6 separate regions of the Mus musculus genome follow, and regions 1, 2, 4, 5 and 6 are each linked to region 3. Evidence: chromatin contacts called from public HiChIP or PLAC-seq, Micro-C and promoter capture Hi-C data. All regions are on one chromosome and are shown on one strand. The core of a region is the stretch at or near the end of the contact, and the rest is flanking DNA. Distances in the headings are between cores, read along the strand shown. Region 1 holds the start of Ghitm (growth hormone inducible transmembrane protein). Region 2 has its middle 97 kb from the start of Gm25204. Region 3 holds the start of Grid1 (glutamate receptor, ionotropic, delta 1). Region 4 overlaps Ccser2 (coiled-coil serine rich 2). Region 5 holds the start of Lrit2 (leucine-rich repeat, immunoglobulin-like and transmembrane domains 2). Region 6 holds the start of Slc18a3 (solute carrier family 18 (vesicular monoamine), member 3).

Region 1 (2,700 bases), core at 136-2,635, 2.3 Mb before region 3:
AAAACCTTCACAAGAAGAGTGGTTTGTATGTATTCTGTTACTCAAGTGGAGCCTGAAGCTTGACAACAAACAAACAAAAATGTCATTGAAAAGTCAAAAGGTAAAAAAGAAAAAGAAAGAAAGAAAGAAGAGAAAAGAAAAAAGAAAAAAAAGAGAAAAGGAAAGGAAAGGAAAGGAAAGGAAAGGAAAGGAAAGAAAAACTCGGAAATAAACCCCTCTAGATCTCACCATCAGTAGTACACTCAAGAAGCAGGTTGGCTCTAATTTAAAAAAAAAAAAAATGCCACATTTGGTAGGAATGTTTTTATGGCAATTAGAAAAAATGTGTTATTCAATTTTGACACTATGCCCCACCCCCAGCCCCTGCCGCAGACTAGGTCTGTCTTACTCTGGCCATTCTGAAACTCACTACTATATAGACCATTGGCGTTATTTTCTGGCTAAACGCCCAAAACAAGAAACTCAACCAATGATTGTTTAACTATCCATCTAACTTCTAAAAGTTCCTAAAATTAAGGCTTAGTTTTCAGTACATACAAAAAAAAAATTGATCATAAGTTATAAAAACATAAACTTTATTAAAATGCTCAAGTTAATTTTGTGTATTGATATGTTCATACATGAGTTCATGTAGCATAATAGCTAAAGCAAAGTAGTGAAAATGCCTAGGTGGGTTCTGTCATTCCATAAATACAAAAGATTTGGTCCTGGCCTTATAATTAATTCAAAGTAAATTAATATATGCAGAACTCACTAAACCAGTATCAAATCCCTTAACATTTGCATAATGAATGAAAAGGAGAGCGCGTCAAGTACCTCTCACATAGCTCAAGACACCCTGCCTAGCCACAGCCCCAGCAGTGATAAAAATTAAGCAGTTAACGAAAGTCTGACTAAATTATACCTCTAAGGGTTAGTTAATTTCGTGCCAGCCAACGCGACTAGACGATTAACCCAAACTAATTACTCTCGGCGTAAAACGTGTTTTAAGAATGACTCTTAAATAGAACAAAATCCAATTTAAATGTGAAAATTCATTGTTAAACCTAAATCCAATAACAAAAGTAATTCTAAGCTGGCCTAGAGCTCACAGCGATCTACCTGCCTCCCCAAAAAGTGGGACTTAAGGAGTGCGCTGCCAACCAGTCCAACTCCCTTTTTCGCCCCCACACCTATTGGCAGCGAGTGCGCACAACGCACAACGCAGATGCCCAAAGCGTTTGCCAGTGTCGGCTTCCTTACTCGGACCCAGAAAGGACGCTGACTGTGACGTTTTCGAAACACAAACTTCCATTGGTCCGGTCTCCAAACCAAGCCCCGCCTTCGCCACTGCGCCCGCCCTTCCGTTAGAAGCCTGCTCTCGATTGGCTGCTTGTACTATTTACCTTTTGTCCGGATATTGCGTGACGCTGTGAGTCGCGCGGTTGCGGAGGAGCGGGCAGAGGGAGGTCGCACACTCTGAGTTTCGGTGACCCGGAAGGGAGCCCCGTGGTAGAGGTGACCGGAGCTGAGGTACTGCCTCGCGAGGCCTGAGAATTCCAGTCCTTGTGACGGGCGTCGGCACAGCGGGATCTGGGCTGGCTGCTACGGGCGGGGCGGGAAGGCCGGGCTCGTCCTCGCTCTTCATCTCCCTGGGCAGAGGGATGCTGAGTCAGCCGCTCGGGGACCCGCGCGGGGGCCCTAGCTGTCGGCGATCGGGTGCCGTGGGGGTGGTGCGTGGACGCGGAGGCAGCGGGCTAGCGGTGAGAGGGGAGGACCGGGCGCATCCGAACACTCAAGCTCAAGGAAGCGTTAGGAAGGGTCGCCACTAGTTCGTAGAGACCCAGCCCAGGAGCCGGTTTCAGACGTCCAGAATCTGCACTTAAATATATGGCAGATAACCCTCTTGGCTGTTCCACGACATAAGGCCACGCAGACTAGGTAGGCTCTGTTCGGGTCAGTAAGCTGAAGCCATAGGTTGAGATGATGTAATGGCATGAAAGTACCAAAAGGGCTCCGGGTTTTTTCCGCAAGGTCAGATGCCTAGAGCTGTGTGCACTTCGTAGTTCCGGAAATTCTTAACTTTGGAGGTGCTAGTTAAAACTTCTTTACATTCCTATAGTTTTAGGGTAATTCATGGGCGATTTCAAAGTCCCATTTTGGCCAAGTTTTCTTGTATTTAAATATTTTACAAATGGGGAGAAAGCGGAAATACAAATCACTTGCCTAAAATTCATCACAACTCATTGACCAGAAATGTGCCTTTAGCATCGCAGAAAGGCGTGTACTTAACTATTTATCGATATAGTCTAACTGGAACTGAGACAATTCAATTTTAGAATGTTGGGGGCAGGGGTTACCCTATTAAGAATACCAGAAGGTGTTTTAACAGGGAAACCTAGCAGGGCAATTTTGTTTATTTTGATTGAATGTTATGTAGTGGAATAATTTAATTTGAATGTATCTGTCGTATCTTAAAGGGAAGTAACATCTGACCTACTTGGTAGACATTTGCATGCCTGGCTTTTGTTCATGGTTTTTAGTCTCGAGTGGTTTAGTTATCTTTTCTCTGGATGATGTTTTTCTTGTGCTGAAATGTCACACAGATTCTTTTACTTTTACTCATTGAATGATGGAGTAAATATCAGGCCAAGCTATGTTTGTAAAATCTGTGATTGTGTCAACATAATAACATTGATTCTGTATTACATATATCTGGTC
Region 2 (2,700 bases), core at 5-2,504, 2.0 Mb before region 3:
GAGCAGAATTCCTGGAAAAGTCCTTGACCTTCATCTCAGTTATCTTCCTGTTGTCGAGATAAGACACCATGACTGAGACAACTGTAGACGAGAGAGTCTATTTGACTCTTATGGTTCTCATGGAGGAGAACATGGCAGCAGGCAGGCAGGCAGGCAGGCAGGCATGGCGCTGGAGTAGCAGCTAAGAGCTCACATTTTGATCCTCAAAGGGATGCTGAGAATGGCTTGAGTCTTTTGAAACCTCAAAGCCTACCCCTTGTGATGTACCTCTCTCAACAAGACCAAACCTCCTAATCCCCCCCAAACAGTTCTAACAACTGGGACCTAAGCTCATAATATATGAGCCTGTAGAAGCCATACTCATTCAAACCGCTAGAGCACCTAACATTACAAGTCTAGGAATCAAAGGTGGCATCAAACCCAGGAAAGTTGGCCGGAATAATGAAGGCTGCTTGCCTGAGTGGGCTCCTTGCCTTTCCAGTTTGTTTAGTTTTGCAGTGCTGGACTTGGGCCTGGGACCTTGATTTTGCACCTCAGTCTCTGAGGTACTTTCCTAGCCTTCTCTTACTCTTTTAAAACATTAATTAATTAATTCCTACTTATTAACTTTACATCCTGCTCACTGCTCCCCCCCCCCCCCCAGGTCACTTCTCCCAAAATCCTTCCCGCTCCCCTTCCGCTATGAGCAGATGGGGGCCCTCTGGCAAGTCCTTTCCTGCGTATACTGAAGGCCAGCTGATATATCCAGTCTCATGGACTAAACAAATATTAGATTCATAGGCAGTCATTGTTGGATTAGCTGTAGCACAGGCTATAAATGATTCGAATAAGTCATAATACAACACATAGCATATACATATTTATCTATCTGTATCGATTTTAATATCTATATCTCTCTGTCTATTTCTCTGTGTGTCTGTGTATCTGTCTGAGTGTCTGTCTGTCTTTCCATGTTCTGTTACTCTAGAGAACCCTGGCAAATACAGAAAGAGAGCTACTTTGTGGTATAGGAATCTGGGCTTTGCCACTTGCAGCCCTCTATATAGGAAGGGGACATTATAAGAAATTCAGTTTCTCTAAGGGTCTCTTAATCCGCAAAATTCAACGAAGATGTGTCCAGGAGTTTCTGGGTGTTTTGTTTTGTTTTGTTTTGTTTTGTTTTGCTCCAGATGGGGCTTCCTGCATTAGTGTGATCACATGGCCAGACCTGCATTCCCAAACACGGCCACACGAGGGCGCGCAGCTCACTCTACGGAGCAGTTTTGCGCACTGTTTTCAGGTCTGGAGAAAGTGAAACCTGCAGGCAGGTGACTTTCTGGGCCTGCTGAGGGATGAGTTGGAGGTCTGGTGGAGGTCTGCGGATGCCTCACCGTGGACAGCCCTATTTCCAAGCAGCAGAGCACCTGGCTGGTCTGGAAATCACACCCTAGCTGCAACCCTGGAGTCACACAGCACTGGCCTCTCTTAGACCTTCTCAAATGCAGGCGAGAGGAGGGGAATAAGTTCACAACAGGATGTGCTGAAAGGCCAAAGCAACAAGCGACGGTGCTGCTCACATCTCCTGGTGCCCGTAGTACCCCTCATAGTTTTTGCTTGTTTGTTTAGGTTTTTTTTTTTTTTTTTTTTTCATTCATCTTTGGGAGGGGATCGCTGTCTTCTGAAGAGTGATTTCTGGGCCTGCTCTAAGAGTCGCACTTCACATGTCCCACCGGCAAACTGGGGCCCTGCTGTGCCTTCCCAGGCTGGGCACCCAGAGGCAGGCTGGCGGACCTCAGTTCCAGTGGTTTGGAAGGATGGTGAGCAGTTCAATACTGGCCTGCAGCCCCGGGTCCTTGCCGTCTGTGATTGATGTGTAGATTCTTGACTTTAGGCTTAGGTGCTGGTGATCCTTATCTGGAGTCTGAGGAGTCTGCGTACACCATCCATAGGTGGCCAAGCAGGCACTGCCACACACGATTAATCAGGAGGAGAGACGTCAGACATGAGCCCTAGGTGAGCTGGTGCACTCTGCTCTTGTTTTCTGGCTGAACACGTCACCTTGGTCTGCTGTGTCTCCTAGGCCCGGCAGTGAGGTGCACGGGGGCAGTTGAGGGTGGTAGAGCACTTCAGAGAAATTATTTTCTTCCCCTTCCCCACCATTGTCCAGAGACCACAGGCTGCTGCCAATGGCCTGCTGACCAGGGCAACCACAAAAGAGATTTTTATTTGTGTGTATGTGTGTGTGTGTGTTTTTTTTTAAATAAGTGAAATTTTAGGCACCACTCTGCAAGTATAGCATCCTTTCTCTTTGTGTGTTCCTGTGCTAAACTCATTTCTAATACTGGGGATTATGGGATGGCAAGCCTCACTAATCCTAGCCTTTGGGAAGCTTGCATTCTGGCACAGAAATAAATGAGTATGAATCCTCTATTAAAGACACGTTGACCTGTCCAGAAACACTGGAGACTAGGAGGGGCGCAGGTGTTGTGTGTCCGACTGTCATGTTCCGCCTGTGTGTTTGTGAGTTATATGTGACTTACCTGTTTTTGATCTGAGACCCAGGACAGGAATCCTGTAATGGATGCTATTTCATTGGCCCCCAGAGGGTTCCCCACCCTCTCACTTATGTCAGCTAGAGCTGGATCAATACACAGACAGATATGATACACATGCAGAACATTTCCCAGGAGCCCTCGGAGCCCTCAGAACTGCATCTGCAGA
Region 3 (2,700 bases), core at 135-2,634:
TCTAATTGCCCTGGAGCCGAGAGCTGGGTAGGAAAAGGACTCGGCTCCCGAATTCCTCACTATACTGGAGCCGCAATGCTGACCGCGAGACCCACTCTGGCTCCTGGGCGGGAAGCACGTTTGGATCTTGGCCCGGCACCGGCACCAGAGGGGAGGCCGCAGCCCTTGGAGTAGAGACTCTGTCCCTGTCATCCCCTCCACCTTCTGCTCCGCGGGTAACATCAGCCACGTTTCCTCACACCTCCCAACCCCCAGTTTATCCGTGTTAGCTGGTCTTTCCCAACTTCCGGAAAGGCGACTGCAGAGGGGCTCCCCCATAAGCGACCGCTGTTAGTCCCCCAACCGGGCCCAACTTCTCGAGATCCCAGCCATTCTGCTCCAAACTCCTGATCACTACCCCTCCTCCGGTCTCCCCTTCCTCTGCTTTTCCTCTTCTTCCTCTCCATCCAGCGCCCCCCACCCCACTATCCATGCTCCTTCCGTTCACCCCTACCATCCACACTGTACGCTGGCCCCAAGACTTATATCAGGCAGAAACTCTAGGACTGTCCAGGATTGGGCTGCAGTTGCCACAACCAGATACACACACACACACACACACACACACACCGAGAGCTACACAGACACACACCGAGAAACGGGCAAGCACTGTGTCCACTCTAACAGGCTGACAGAACGCGACAGTCGCACTGAGAAGCTCAGATGGCCCCACACACCCCAACGCCCTCTCACAGTGACACCAACCCCGTGCCAGGTGCATACACACTGGCACGCTGACAGCACCCATCCACAGACACACATGGTTCCGCTTTGGCCTCTTTGATCTTGCCCTGCCAACTTAGCTAGCCCCGAGCCCTATCCGACCCTGGCCCCAATGTTCAAGCTGTGACGAGGGGTCCAGCCCGCGGACAGCCCCGCCAGGGGCACGCATCTCGACAAGGGTCTATCCCAGGTTCCCCGCAGCCGCGGCCCTAAGTGTCGGCAGAGGCCGCGGGGCCCCGCGCACTGACAGGAGCCCCGGGGAGTAGCGAGGTGCCCGCAGGAGCGCCGAGCGGCCAGAGCACAGCTCCTCCGCGGGGCGGCGCGGGCCTTCGGGGGAACACCGACTGCCGAGCCCCTCGGCCCGGGGAGCCGCTAAGTTTGGACTCCGCGCATCATCGGCTCTATTAGGTGGCCCCCGCCCAGCCTCGGTCCGTCTGCTCTCCCAGCTCACCGATGTGGATGATGGAGTCGGCCCGCACCGTAACGCACTGGCATATCCAGGGAAGAAGCCACAGCGTCAACGCTTCCATGTCCCCCCGGCGCGCGGCTCATCCGCCCGGGCCCGGGGCGAGGCCGAGGGCAGCGCGGAGCGGGGAGGCGCCGGTCCCGGTGCAGTCCCGGGCCGCTCCCCGGGAGAGCCGAGCCCGCCCGTGCGTCTTCCCCCGCGCTCCCGCCCCTGCGCCCTGCGCCCGCCCCAACCCAGCCCAGCCCAGCCCAGCGCTCTCGGGCTCCCGCGCCGGCTCTGGTTGCGGTTGCGGCGGCGCTCGCAGCCCGAGCCCAGGCCGGCGCGGCGGGGGCGGCCCGCGGCTGTGGCGGCGGCGCTTCCAGCGGCTCGAGCGGCTCTGGGGGCGGCAGAGGCAGAGGCGGCGGCGGCCCGGCCCGCGCGGCGGCTCCGGGCTGGCTATGTGTCTGAGCCCAGGCGAGGAGCGAACTGCGGAGGACGCCCCCTCCCCTCCCCCTCCCCCTCGGCGGCGCTCCCCCTCCCCTCCCGCCCGCCTCCCTCCCCTCCGCCCTCCTCTCCACCACGTGACTGCGGAGCCTTAGCCTAGCCGCGCGCCGCTCGCCCGCTCGGAGGGGGCGCCCGGTGCTCCGCGCTCCCGGCCGGGGGATGCTACGAGGACGGCACCACGGTGGGGACTTGGTCTGTCTGCGGCGAGCCTAGGCTTGGCCGTGTGGGCCCGGCCTCTGGGTTCGCTGGAGAAACGGAGTAGGCACAGCCATCGACTACCCTCGGGGAGGGGGAACTCGGAACTCGCTGGCGCTGGGGGACTTCAGCCGAGATTTTGCAGTCCTGTCCCTGACCAGAACGGATCAGGGGGTCTCGGAACCCGACCCCCGACTCATGCAGCCTGCAAAGAGACTACAGACCGGGGCACCGAGCCAGGAGGCATCGGGATGCTTAGCGGGCGGGCGGCGGGCTCGAACCCTGGCTGTCCGGGTAGATTTCGGCGGGCGTCCATCCCCCGCCCCCGGGGCGGTGCACTGAGCCCGGAGTCGGGCAGGAGGCTCAGACTCTGAAGCCCAATTCATGGCCGGAAACCGGCGCAGCCGTGACCGCGGCGCCTGGACGTGAGGAGCCTTCCAAGCGGCCGGCGCTCTCAGACAGCGACCTGTACGAAGCCTTCTAGAGCGAGCCCGGGAGGAAAGCTCGCTCCCAGCCGCGGAAGCAGAGCGGGGCTCCCGCCGCCTCCGGGTTCCCTGACTCTGGCTGACCACCCCCGTGAAGCTGCTGAGAGATGGGGGGGGGGGGGCGAGGTCGCAATCCGGTCTCAATTCTCTCACCCAGGTCCTAGTTGGACGAGGCTCCACTTAACACACCTAAGATTTCAGGGAAACAGTTGAGCCCTCCAGGATTCTGATTCCTTCGGAAACCGGGTCCAGCTGAGTCTGGCAGAACTGGGCGCCAGGATGAGCACTGGGTTCAAAGAACCAAGATAG
Region 4 (2,700 bases), core at 90-2,589, 2.1 Mb before region 3:
AGTAAGTGCACAGTTAAGCTGGAACACCCACGAGTCCTAAGGGAAAATAGAAAGTTAGTGTGAAAGCTCATGTGTGTACAGTCAGAAAGTCTAATCTAGGAATTACTGTACTTTCACTGGGGTTCATTCAGTGAATAAATAAATGCATGTTCATTACTTCAATAATAGTTACGTATCTAGTTAATAATAAGTTTACTGTGTGATCTTTTCCCCCTGTTTATTGGTCTTCCTTTGAAATACATAATTTTGGAAACAGTTACTATAATTATAGTGAGTTTCTTTTCACTCAAAAAGTATACCTTGCTCCAGATGTTCTTTTTTTTTATTTATTTATATGAGCACACTGTCACTATCTTCAGACACACCAAAAGAGGGCATCAGATCCCATTACAGATGGTTGTGAGCCACCGTGTGGTTGCTAGGAATTGAACTCAGGACCTCTGGAAGAGCAGTCAGTGCTCTTAACCGCTAAAAAGGTTAAGAGCACTCCAATCTCTTAGATGATCTTTTAAAAGTAGGAGTTCAGCGTATTTAGGCAAGGTTTAGGTGATACAAATGTGGGGGTGCAGTGTGGTTCTTGTTTGTAAACTTTAGGGTTTTTTTTTTTAAGGCAGAAATTTTAGAAATGAAAAGGCTATTTAAGTATCATTTTAGTGTGAGTTGGTTTTTTTTTTAATCTGCCTAGCCCTTTGAGAAGATTGCAGATAATAATCTCTCATCTTCACATTTTCTCATTACATCTTGAGACAGCTTAGTCATTCACTTGATGTACTTGTGAGAATTCTCTTGAGCATTATGTAAACATGAAGGAAGAAATCTTCCTGAAGTGAAGGATGGAAAGGGTTGATGGCTGAGAGGTTTACTGACTAGGGTTTGTCAGAAGCCATGTAGGAGAAGGAAGGAAATGTGAAAGGCAATAAGAGACAGATGACTGCCTGAGAAGATGGCTAAGGGTGTCGGCCGGGTGGCAGAAAAGCAAGCACTTTGAAGCCAACATGAATCTCCGCTCGAGATTTGAGTGAGTGGGCATGGTATCCCCTTATGGCTACAACACACAAGAAATACTAAACAAGGCAGTAGAGCCAAGGGAAAAGAAAAAGAGCATATACATACGTGTATGCATATTACTTTGTGCCAAGCTCTGTTCCACTGAGTATAGAAAAAGACAAGGCCCCAACTCACAGTAAAATTGCTTGTTTACTGTGACCAACAGTTTGTCTAGATGCTGGTAAATTCCCTGTACTCAAGGAAGCTTATGCTGAGAAGCACTTGCATGGCTCAGGAATGCTGTGGGAGGCTGCTGCTCTGAGAAACCAAAGGTCATCTTACTTTGTTTTTCTTTTTGTTTGAGACATGGTTTCACTCTTTAGCCCTGGCTGCCTGGAATTCCCTGTGAATACTAGGCTGGCCTTGAACCCAGCAGAGTCTCAAGTGCCTGTGTTTCCTGAGTGTGGAGATTAAATCACCAACAAGCCCAGTTGAAGGTTCATTTTAAATATATAAAGTTACAGATCTAGCTGTGGTTGGTGCAGTCCTGTTGACGCCAGCACTTGTAGGCTGATGTAACAGGATAGCCACAAGTCCAAAGCAAGTCTGTGCTTTATAGCGGACCTTGTTGCTTTTCTCAGAGGTAGTCTTTACTGATCTTGTACTAGCCCACTCTTAAGAACAGCATTATTTAACATTGAATTCCAATAATAATTAAACAAAAAGACAGCATGAATTTGAGAAGGAGTGGGGGCATATAGGAAAAGTTAGGAAAAGGGAAGTGATGTGATTATATTTCATTAGAAAATTATGAAATAAATTATTCGCATGAAAAAACATAGGACAAGAATGAAATTTTATTACCCTGTGTACTTCCAGTATTGTTTTAAAACTGTTTAAGCTTAATATTTAGATATAGGAAGTCAGTTTGCACATTAAATTCAAAATTATCCGGATGTATTCTAAGTTACCAGTCAGTCATTTGTTTGAGCACCTTAACGTAAATAATTACACAAATTAATCCTCAGTCTCCATCAGACAGCAAAGAAGGTCTAAAGAATCTGTGTCCTGTCACACAATCAGCTGCCCTGGGTTACTATTAAAACAAGTGTGGGAAGAATATGTAGACTGTCATGTCCTATGGAAAGGCTTGTGCCAGTTAAAACTGTTCACAGTTGTACCTAATTCTACTTCTCTCCACTGGTTTAATAATTGAGTATTGCATATGAGAGAGTTAAGGGAAAATGATCTGGCATATATTTCAAAATGTTCTGTTGGAGTAATTTCTAACATATAATAATCTTAATTCATAACCTTGCATATAGGAGAGACATATACAACATCAATTCAAGAGTGGAATAATATGTGTTGTCATTTTCCTGCTTGTGCAGTAGACTCATGATGTCAAGGTTTCCCAGTATATTTTTATAAAATCTGAAGCCTACCACCGATGCATCCCAAAAGGCATGGGTTTTTAAACATTAATATTTATAATTTTACTAGCAAGAAACTTATTTCCTTTTTCTTAGGCCTGGGAGATAGGATGACAGAGTAACTGAAACAACAGTATATCTCACAGATTTCTCTTTTGAGTAATCTCCCATGTGATTTTCTTTTGAGACCAATGGTTTCCTGATTTGGAACCTGGACAGGATATTGGTTAACATTTCTGTCCTGTACTATCCTGATTTTAAACTCAGATTTGCCTTGTTC
Region 5 (2,700 bases), core at 82-2,581, 2.2 Mb before region 3:
CATCCTTTATGACAGGCACCGTTTACACCTCTATATTGAGGCAGAGTCCTAACAGACCTCTACACTGCCCCCATATATATACAGAGAGTACAAATGGCTTACCATCAAATTCTCTCCACGTGCTCAGGGGATACTTCCATGCAATGGTTGGTGAGGGACTGGCTTGTGCAAAACATTGCAGAGTCACGTTCTTTCCTACCTGGATAGTGACATTGACACTAGGGGTTGAAATAGTTGGCTTCATACAAACTCCGAGCTCAGTCTCATGTAAAAGCTGCCCTGCCTTAGAGACAGGACCCTGGCATACCAGGTACGAATTCACCAGTATGAAAGGGGGACCAACGGACTTGACAAACTGAGCAAGTCCCCTTAATCGGCAGTCGCACAACCAAGGATTATTGTGCAGCGACAATACCATATTGGAAAGAAACTCAGCTCCACAACCAAGCTGTTGCCGTTTCTGATAGGCTGGCCAGTTCAAGAAGACACCCTTGGATACAACTGTCAACCTGTTGGAGGATATGTCAAGGTATATCAGGTTGGTTAGGAACTGAAGAGCCAGTTCTGGGACAGAATCAATCCGGTTGTGTTTGAGATCCAAAACCCGCAGGAGAGGGGTGGCGCGGAACGCTGTCCATGGTACTGAACGGAGTTTGTTCCCCTCTAGTCTCAGCTCTCTCAGCTCTGGCAGGTCCTCCAGGGCGCCTAGGTGGATCACAGTGACATTGTTAAAGTTGAGCCAAAGGTATTCCAAACTGCTCATGTTGGTGAAAAACCCCTGGGAAAGTTCAAATAAGGGTGAGTTTTCAATTCTCACTTGCTTGAGTTCTTCGGGAAAGTTGTCTGGAATCTTTCCCAAAGACATAGACATGCACTGAAGGCTCCTGTATAAGAAAGCAGAAAAACTTCAATAAGCCTCAAGGAACCTATAACTGGTATTTTGTGAGTCCTGTCACTAGACATGGAGATTAAATGAAAAATAATGAATTTAAAATAAAAGAGATGGCTTTTGGTAGAAATGTTCTGCTCCATAAACTCCAGAACCAACTAAAATGAATCCCATGGGATTTAGCTGATTTCCCACAAACTCTAAGCCTGTGTCACTCCATATCATTTTTAAAGAAAGTCTCCTCCACCCCCACATCACCCTCTGGAATCCTGTCAGCATAGCACACCTGCCAAAACTCTCCTCTGAACAGGTACACTCTGGCAGACAGAACGGCTGCACTGCATGTATAACCCAAGAGACCAGAACTTGCAAGAAACAGTAAAAAACAAAAGCCATATTTATCTGTAGGCAAATACCTTGTGTGGTTTGGGTAGGTATGGTCTCAGCTTCTGAGTAGCAAATCCTATTATTGGTAATCCATAAAGATGTAGGTCAGCACAGCAGCACTAAAGCACTGAATGCCCCGAGGTCTGTTACAGCCCAGCTCCCAGGCTCAGGAAAAGTCCATGTCGAGAAGTTGTGTCTCTTAACTAAAATGAAAAGGCTGTGGTTCTTAAGGTTGCAAAGGCGAATATACATCAGACATCAAGCTCCATTCTGTTTCTACCGTCTCTCAGCTTCTTACAAAGAAGCCAGGGAAACAATCAGGTGTTGCAAGCCTGAGTACCATAGCTCGGGATTTGGCCAGAATGCATCTAATACTTTACAGTTCACAAAGGAATCCTGAAATGCCAGTTTCCAATTATTTTCTTGAAGGGAAAGCAGATGATGAGCAACAAAACAACCCTGGGATTGTTTTCCTTGCTTGCGGTCTGCCAGCACCGCACCATGGGTGATGTGTTTAGTCATACTTCTACTGCATTAAGACTAATGCTTCTACAATCCATATCACTAGAATTGGAGAAACATCATGGTGTCCTTCCAATATGGAAGCTTAAAAACATAAGGACAAAGCTTTACAGTCTGGGGCAAGTAGCTTAATGGTCTGACTTTTCCCTGACTTTTCTAAAACACTGCATCACACCATAAAGAGCAAAATGTCAGGCTTGTGAATGTCATCTGTGACAAGATACTTCTCTATTTCTCTTCACATGTCACTATTTATTGTTTGTTCACTGTAAGTCATGTTTTCTAGGCACAACAGTGGTAAGAAAATAAACTCTATAGATATTTCCTCATTCAGTCTTCCTTGTGCTTCTGCTTCTGAGTCTGGCTGTTTGGGGGATATCTTCTAGTGTGTAAGCCGTTGTGTCTCTTCTACAGAACAAGAATCATCAGCAAACACTTCATGCTTTGGACAGGAAATGTTTAGATTAATTAATGCACAGTGCCTAGGACAATAGGTGCCCCACAATTCATCCCCTCTAAGTGACAGAGTCTAGATGAGCTGAAGTGCCACCTTTCTTATTAAATGAGAGCATATCAAGAAAATGCCAAAATTCTATGAGTTCTCATACGATTCATGATATACATTATACCCCACAAAAGGCTTCAGTGAAAAAAAAAATCTGCTTAGTAGCTAACCAGCAAGGCAGAAATGGGTCACCAGCTAAGCTGCTTACATCCCAGGCTTCCCACTCATACCAGATGTACTTTCTGGCATTCCTAGGCAATCTAACTCGACATTTGGATAGATCTTTGCAGTTACTTTCAAGGTAAAAAAATAAATCAAACAAGGAATGTGCTGTGGCATACACAAAGTCTGTGTGAGATGGGGAGATGTGCAGCTCTCATTATCTTTTAAATGATGA
Region 6 (2,700 bases), core at 13-2,512, 2.4 Mb after region 3:
ATTCCGCAAGACAGGGAAAGTCCAATCTCAACGTCACCACCACCTCCAATCTCAGCTGACTGGCATCCTCTCTCCTTCCAGTCTGTGGACTGGAACTCGGGCCTCACGTGCCATCTAGGGTCAAAACTCTTCTGAGGACACACTGGGCCCAACGCATAGGCTGATCTGTTCAGCCTGTCGCCTGCAAATCAGGACGCTCAGCGTGTGCAGCCCTCCCGGAAGGAAGGTGAGCCTTCCTAAGCCTCTACTGACAGCAAAGCTGCAGAGGCCCTGCTGCGTGAGACCCAGAAGCTTCCACGCCACTTGTGAGCCCCACTCAAGACTTGGAGGCGGCCGGGGTGGGGGTGGGGTGAGGAAATGCAGAAAAGTGGGCGGAGGCTCTCAAGAGCAGAGGGAGGGTAAGGTCTGGAGAGAAGAGGGCCAGGGAGGAGTTAGAAAGAGGAGTGGGAGAGTAGAAAGGAAGGGAAAATAGGCGGAGCTGGGGGGGGGGGGGGGAGAGACCCGCGCCCGGAAAGCCGAAAAGGAGAGGCCAGGTAGGGGGAGGTCAAAAAGTGTTAGTTTTGACTTCCAGGACCCTGGGTGCAAAGAACGACTCCTCCTCTCAATACTCAAACCCTTAAAGACTGGAATTAGCTGCTAAGACTTTCTGCCTAAGGGCAGGTGGGTCGGAACCAGACCCTGAAGGCTCTGTACCTTCCCCCTCCCTTCCCGGAGGAGGGGATGAGACGGGCTGGGGGCGGGATTGAGGAAGGGGGTTGCTTGCGCTGTGCCTCTGGGTCCCGGCTGCGTGTTCCAGCTGCGAGAACAGATGGAGGCAGCGCGGCTCACCTCGGGGGCTCCGTGCCCGCTGTGCGCCGAAGTCCAGGCTGAGGAGGAGGTCTAGAGCCCCCGGCTCTCCCGTCTCCCACCAGGCTGCGGGGAACCGGCTGCCGCACCCCTCCTCCCAATTGGGGGAACCTCACCCCTATAGGTCCCAGAACTGGGGGAAACATAGGGCCGGTTCCTTCCACTGCTCACCCATCCCCAGGGGCTTGTCTAGGACTACAGCTCGCCAAGATCCCCTTCCCCTTGCTCCCAACCTGGAAACATCTCGGAAGCGGACCCCTGCCCGGACGCGCCCCGCCCCCGGCCCCCGGCCCCCGCCCCGACGACGTCCTATTAGCATGAGCGACGCCAGTGGCCCGGGCACCACTCGGGGGCCGAGACTCACCGCGTCATAGCCCCAAGTGGAGGGAGAAAAAAAAAAAAAAAGAGAGGCGGCGGTGGAGGAAGAGGCAAGAGCGGACGCGCGGGGAGGGCTGGAGAGACGGCGGGCGGCGGCAGCATGCCCCTGGGCGGGTGCACACGGCCTCTCTGCGCGGCAGGGGCTGCTCCTGCTCTCTCTGGGCACCGCGCGTCCAGTCTCCCGCCTCAGCCCCTCGGCTTGCCGGCCTCCGCGGTTGCATCCGAAACAGCGGCAACTGGTCCCTGGAGCATCTAAGAGCAGCGGCGCCGCGCGGGACAATCCTTGATTTTTTTTTTTTTTTCTCCTGAGCTCGGGGATATGAACCCCACAGCCACCTGAAGCACAGGGGGCGCTACGCGGCTAGGACCGCGCCCCCGAAGTACCGTACCCTAGCCTCTGCACTGCGGGACGCCGACACCCGACTCCGGTGGAGGCATCTTAGGAAGAGCAGCGGGTAGGGGCATGGAACCCACCGCGCCAACCGGTCAGGCCCGGGCGGCGGCCACCAAGCTGTCGGAAGCAGTGGGAGCCGCGCTACAAGAGCCCCAGAGGCAGCGGCGCCTGGTGCTGGTCATCGTGTGCGTTGCACTGTTACTGGACAACATGTTGTACATGGTCATCGTGCCCATTGTTCCCGACTATATCGCTCACATGCGCGGGGGCAGCGAGAGCCCTACCCTGATCTCTGAGGTGTGGGAACCCACCCTGCCGCCGCCCACTCTGGCTAATGCCAGCGCCTACTTGGCCAACACCTCGGCGTCCCCGACGGCTGCCGGGTCGGCTCGGTCAATCCTGCGGCCTCGCTACCCCACAGAAAGTGAAGATGTGAAGATAGGCGTGCTATTTGCCTCCAAGGCCATCCTGCAGCTTCTGGTGAACCCCTTAAGCGGGCCTTTCATTGATCGCATGAGCTACGACGTGCCGCTGCTTATTGGCCTGGGCGTCATGTTCGCCTCCACAGTCATGTTTGCCTTTGCAGAAGACTATGCCACGCTCTTCGCTGCGCGCAGTCTACAAGGCCTGGGCTCAGCCTTCGCGGACACGTCTGGCATTGCCATGATCGCCGACAAGTATCCCGAGGAGCCTGAGCGCAGTCGTGCTCTGGGCGTGGCGCTAGCCTTCATCAGCTTTGGAAGCCTAGTGGCGCCACCGTTTGGGGGCATCCTCTACGAGTTCGCGGGCAAGCGTGTACCCTTTCTAGTGCTCGCCGCCGTGTCGCTCTTCGACGCACTCCTACTCCTGGCGGTGGCTAAGCCTTTCTCAGCTGCGGCTCGGGCGCGGGCCAACCTGCCCGTGGGCACACCTATCCATCGCCTCATGCTAGACCCTTACATCGCTGTTGTAGCCGGAGCGCTCACAACTTGTAACATTCCCCTTGCGTTTCTCGAGCCCACCATAGCCACGTGGATGAAGCACACAATGGCGGCATCCGAGTGGGAGATGGGCATGGTTTGGCTGCCGGCTTTCGTGCCACA

The links. Promoter capture Hi-C pulls out the DNA fragments that hold promoters and counts their contacts. Hi-C and Micro-C count contacts between places; a contact is called where the count stands out from the background. HiChIP or PLAC-seq counts read pairs in DNA pulled down with a chosen protein or histone mark.
Region 1: a contact with region 3 is called in a promoter capture Hi-C map of hippocampal neurons, with 14 times the contacts expected there. The contact joins the promoter of Ghitm here to the promoter of Grid1 in region 3. A contact is called at or near these places in 5 of 39 promoter capture datasets (cranial neural crest, frontonasal cranial neural crest, hippocampal neurons and 2 more), 1 of 484 Hi-C or Micro-C datasets (cortical neurons) and 2 of 115 datasets of contacts at active chromatin or transcription factors (astrocytes and stem cell-derived neural progenitor cells).
Region 2: a contact with region 3 is called in a Micro-C map of B cells, with 11 times the contacts expected there. The contact joins the enhancer-like site here to the promoter of Grid1 in region 3. A contact is called at or near these places in 15 of 39 promoter capture datasets (the 3T3-L1 cell line, 3T3-L1-derived adipocytes, the C10 cell line and 9 more), 5 of 15 datasets of contacts at CTCF or cohesin (embryonic stem cells, hippocampal excitatory neurons, large pre-B cells and 2 more), 122 of 484 Hi-C or Micro-C datasets (the 3T3-L1 cell line, 3T3-L1-derived adipocytes, the AML12 cell line and 70 more), 14 of 115 datasets of contacts at active chromatin or transcription factors (PVALB interneurons, Th17 cells, astrocytes and 10 more) and 1 of 9 other capture datasets (embryonic stem cells).
Region 4: a contact with region 3 is called in an H3K4me3 HiChIP or PLAC-seq map of stem cell-derived neural progenitor cells, with 23 times the contacts expected there. The contact joins the enhancer-like site here to the promoter of Grid1 in region 3. A contact is called at or near these places in 6 of 39 promoter capture datasets (cranial neural crest, embryonic stem cells, frontonasal cranial neural crest and 3 more), 1 of 15 datasets of contacts at CTCF or cohesin (stem cell-derived epiblast-like cells), 2 of 115 datasets of contacts at active chromatin or transcription factors (embryonic forebrain and stem cell-derived neural progenitor cells) and 1 of 9 other capture datasets (embryonic stem cells).
Region 5: a contact with region 3 is called in a promoter capture Hi-C map of embryonic stem cells, with 10 times the contacts expected there. The contact joins the promoter of Lrit2 here to the promoter of Grid1 in region 3. A contact is called at or near these places in 11 of 39 promoter capture datasets (the 3T3-L1 cell line, the C10 cell line, HPC-7-derived erythroid cells and 7 more), 1 of 115 datasets of contacts at active chromatin or transcription factors (stem cell-derived neural progenitor cells) and 1 of 9 other capture datasets (liver).
Region 6: a Micro-C map of embryonic stem cells shows a contact between it and region 3, with 5 times the contacts expected there. The contact joins the promoter of Slc18a3 here to the promoter of Grid1 in region 3. A contact is called at or near these places in 1 of 484 Hi-C or Micro-C datasets (embryonic stem cells) and 1 of 9 other capture datasets (liver).

The regions. Positions count from the first base shown.
Region 1 is chr14:37,134,007-37,136,706 of GRCm38.p6, reverse strand. Ghitm (growth hormone inducible transmembrane protein) reads left to right here and starts at 1,385. Exons shown (of 9, transcript NM_078478.5): 1 at 1,385-1,512.
Region 2 is chr14:36,862,830-36,865,529 of GRCm38.p6, reverse strand. No RefSeq gene overlaps it. Among named protein-coding and RNA genes, the nearest start is that of Gm25204, 97 kb to the right of the region's middle. Within about 2 kb of position 1,254, at least 76 of the 459 cell types and tissues checked have an H3K27ac peak or open chromatin away from gene starts, as enhancers often do. A contact at or near this core is called in the AtT-20 cell line, B cells, the Ba/F3 cell line and 16 more, where this site is marked.
Region 3 is chr14:34,818,820-34,821,519 of GRCm38.p6, reverse strand. It overlaps Grid1 (glutamate receptor, ionotropic, delta 1), which reads right to left and starts at 1,384. Exons shown (of 16, transcript NM_008166.2): 1 at 1,214-1,384. The coding sequence starts at 1,292.
Region 4 is chr14:36,891,805-36,894,504 of GRCm38.p6, reverse strand. The region is part of intron 9 of Ccser2 (coiled-coil serine rich 2); the gene reads left to right. Among named protein-coding and RNA genes, the nearest start is that of Ccser2, 76 kb to the left of the region's middle. Within about 2 kb of position 1,339, at least 68 of the 459 cell types and tissues checked have an H3K27ac peak or open chromatin away from gene starts, as enhancers often do. A contact at or near this core is called in embryonic stem cells, stem cell-derived epiblast-like cells and stem cell-derived neural progenitor cells, where this site is marked.
Region 5 is chr14:37,066,660-37,069,359 of GRCm38.p6, reverse strand. It overlaps Lrit2 (leucine-rich repeat, immunoglobulin-like and transmembrane domains 2), which reads right to left and starts at 1,331. Exons shown (of 3, transcript NM_001360134.1): 1 at 1,306-1,331; 2 at 103-884. The coding sequence starts at 871.
Region 6 is chr14:32,463,412-32,466,111 of GRCm38.p6, reverse strand. It overlaps Slc18a3 (solute carrier family 18 (vesicular monoamine), member 3), which reads left to right and starts at 1,262. Exons shown (of 1, transcript NM_021712.3): 1 at 1,262-2,700. The coding sequence starts at 1,688. Chat (choline acetyltransferase) reads left to right here and starts at 203. Exons shown (of 16, transcript NM_009891.2): 1 at 203-305.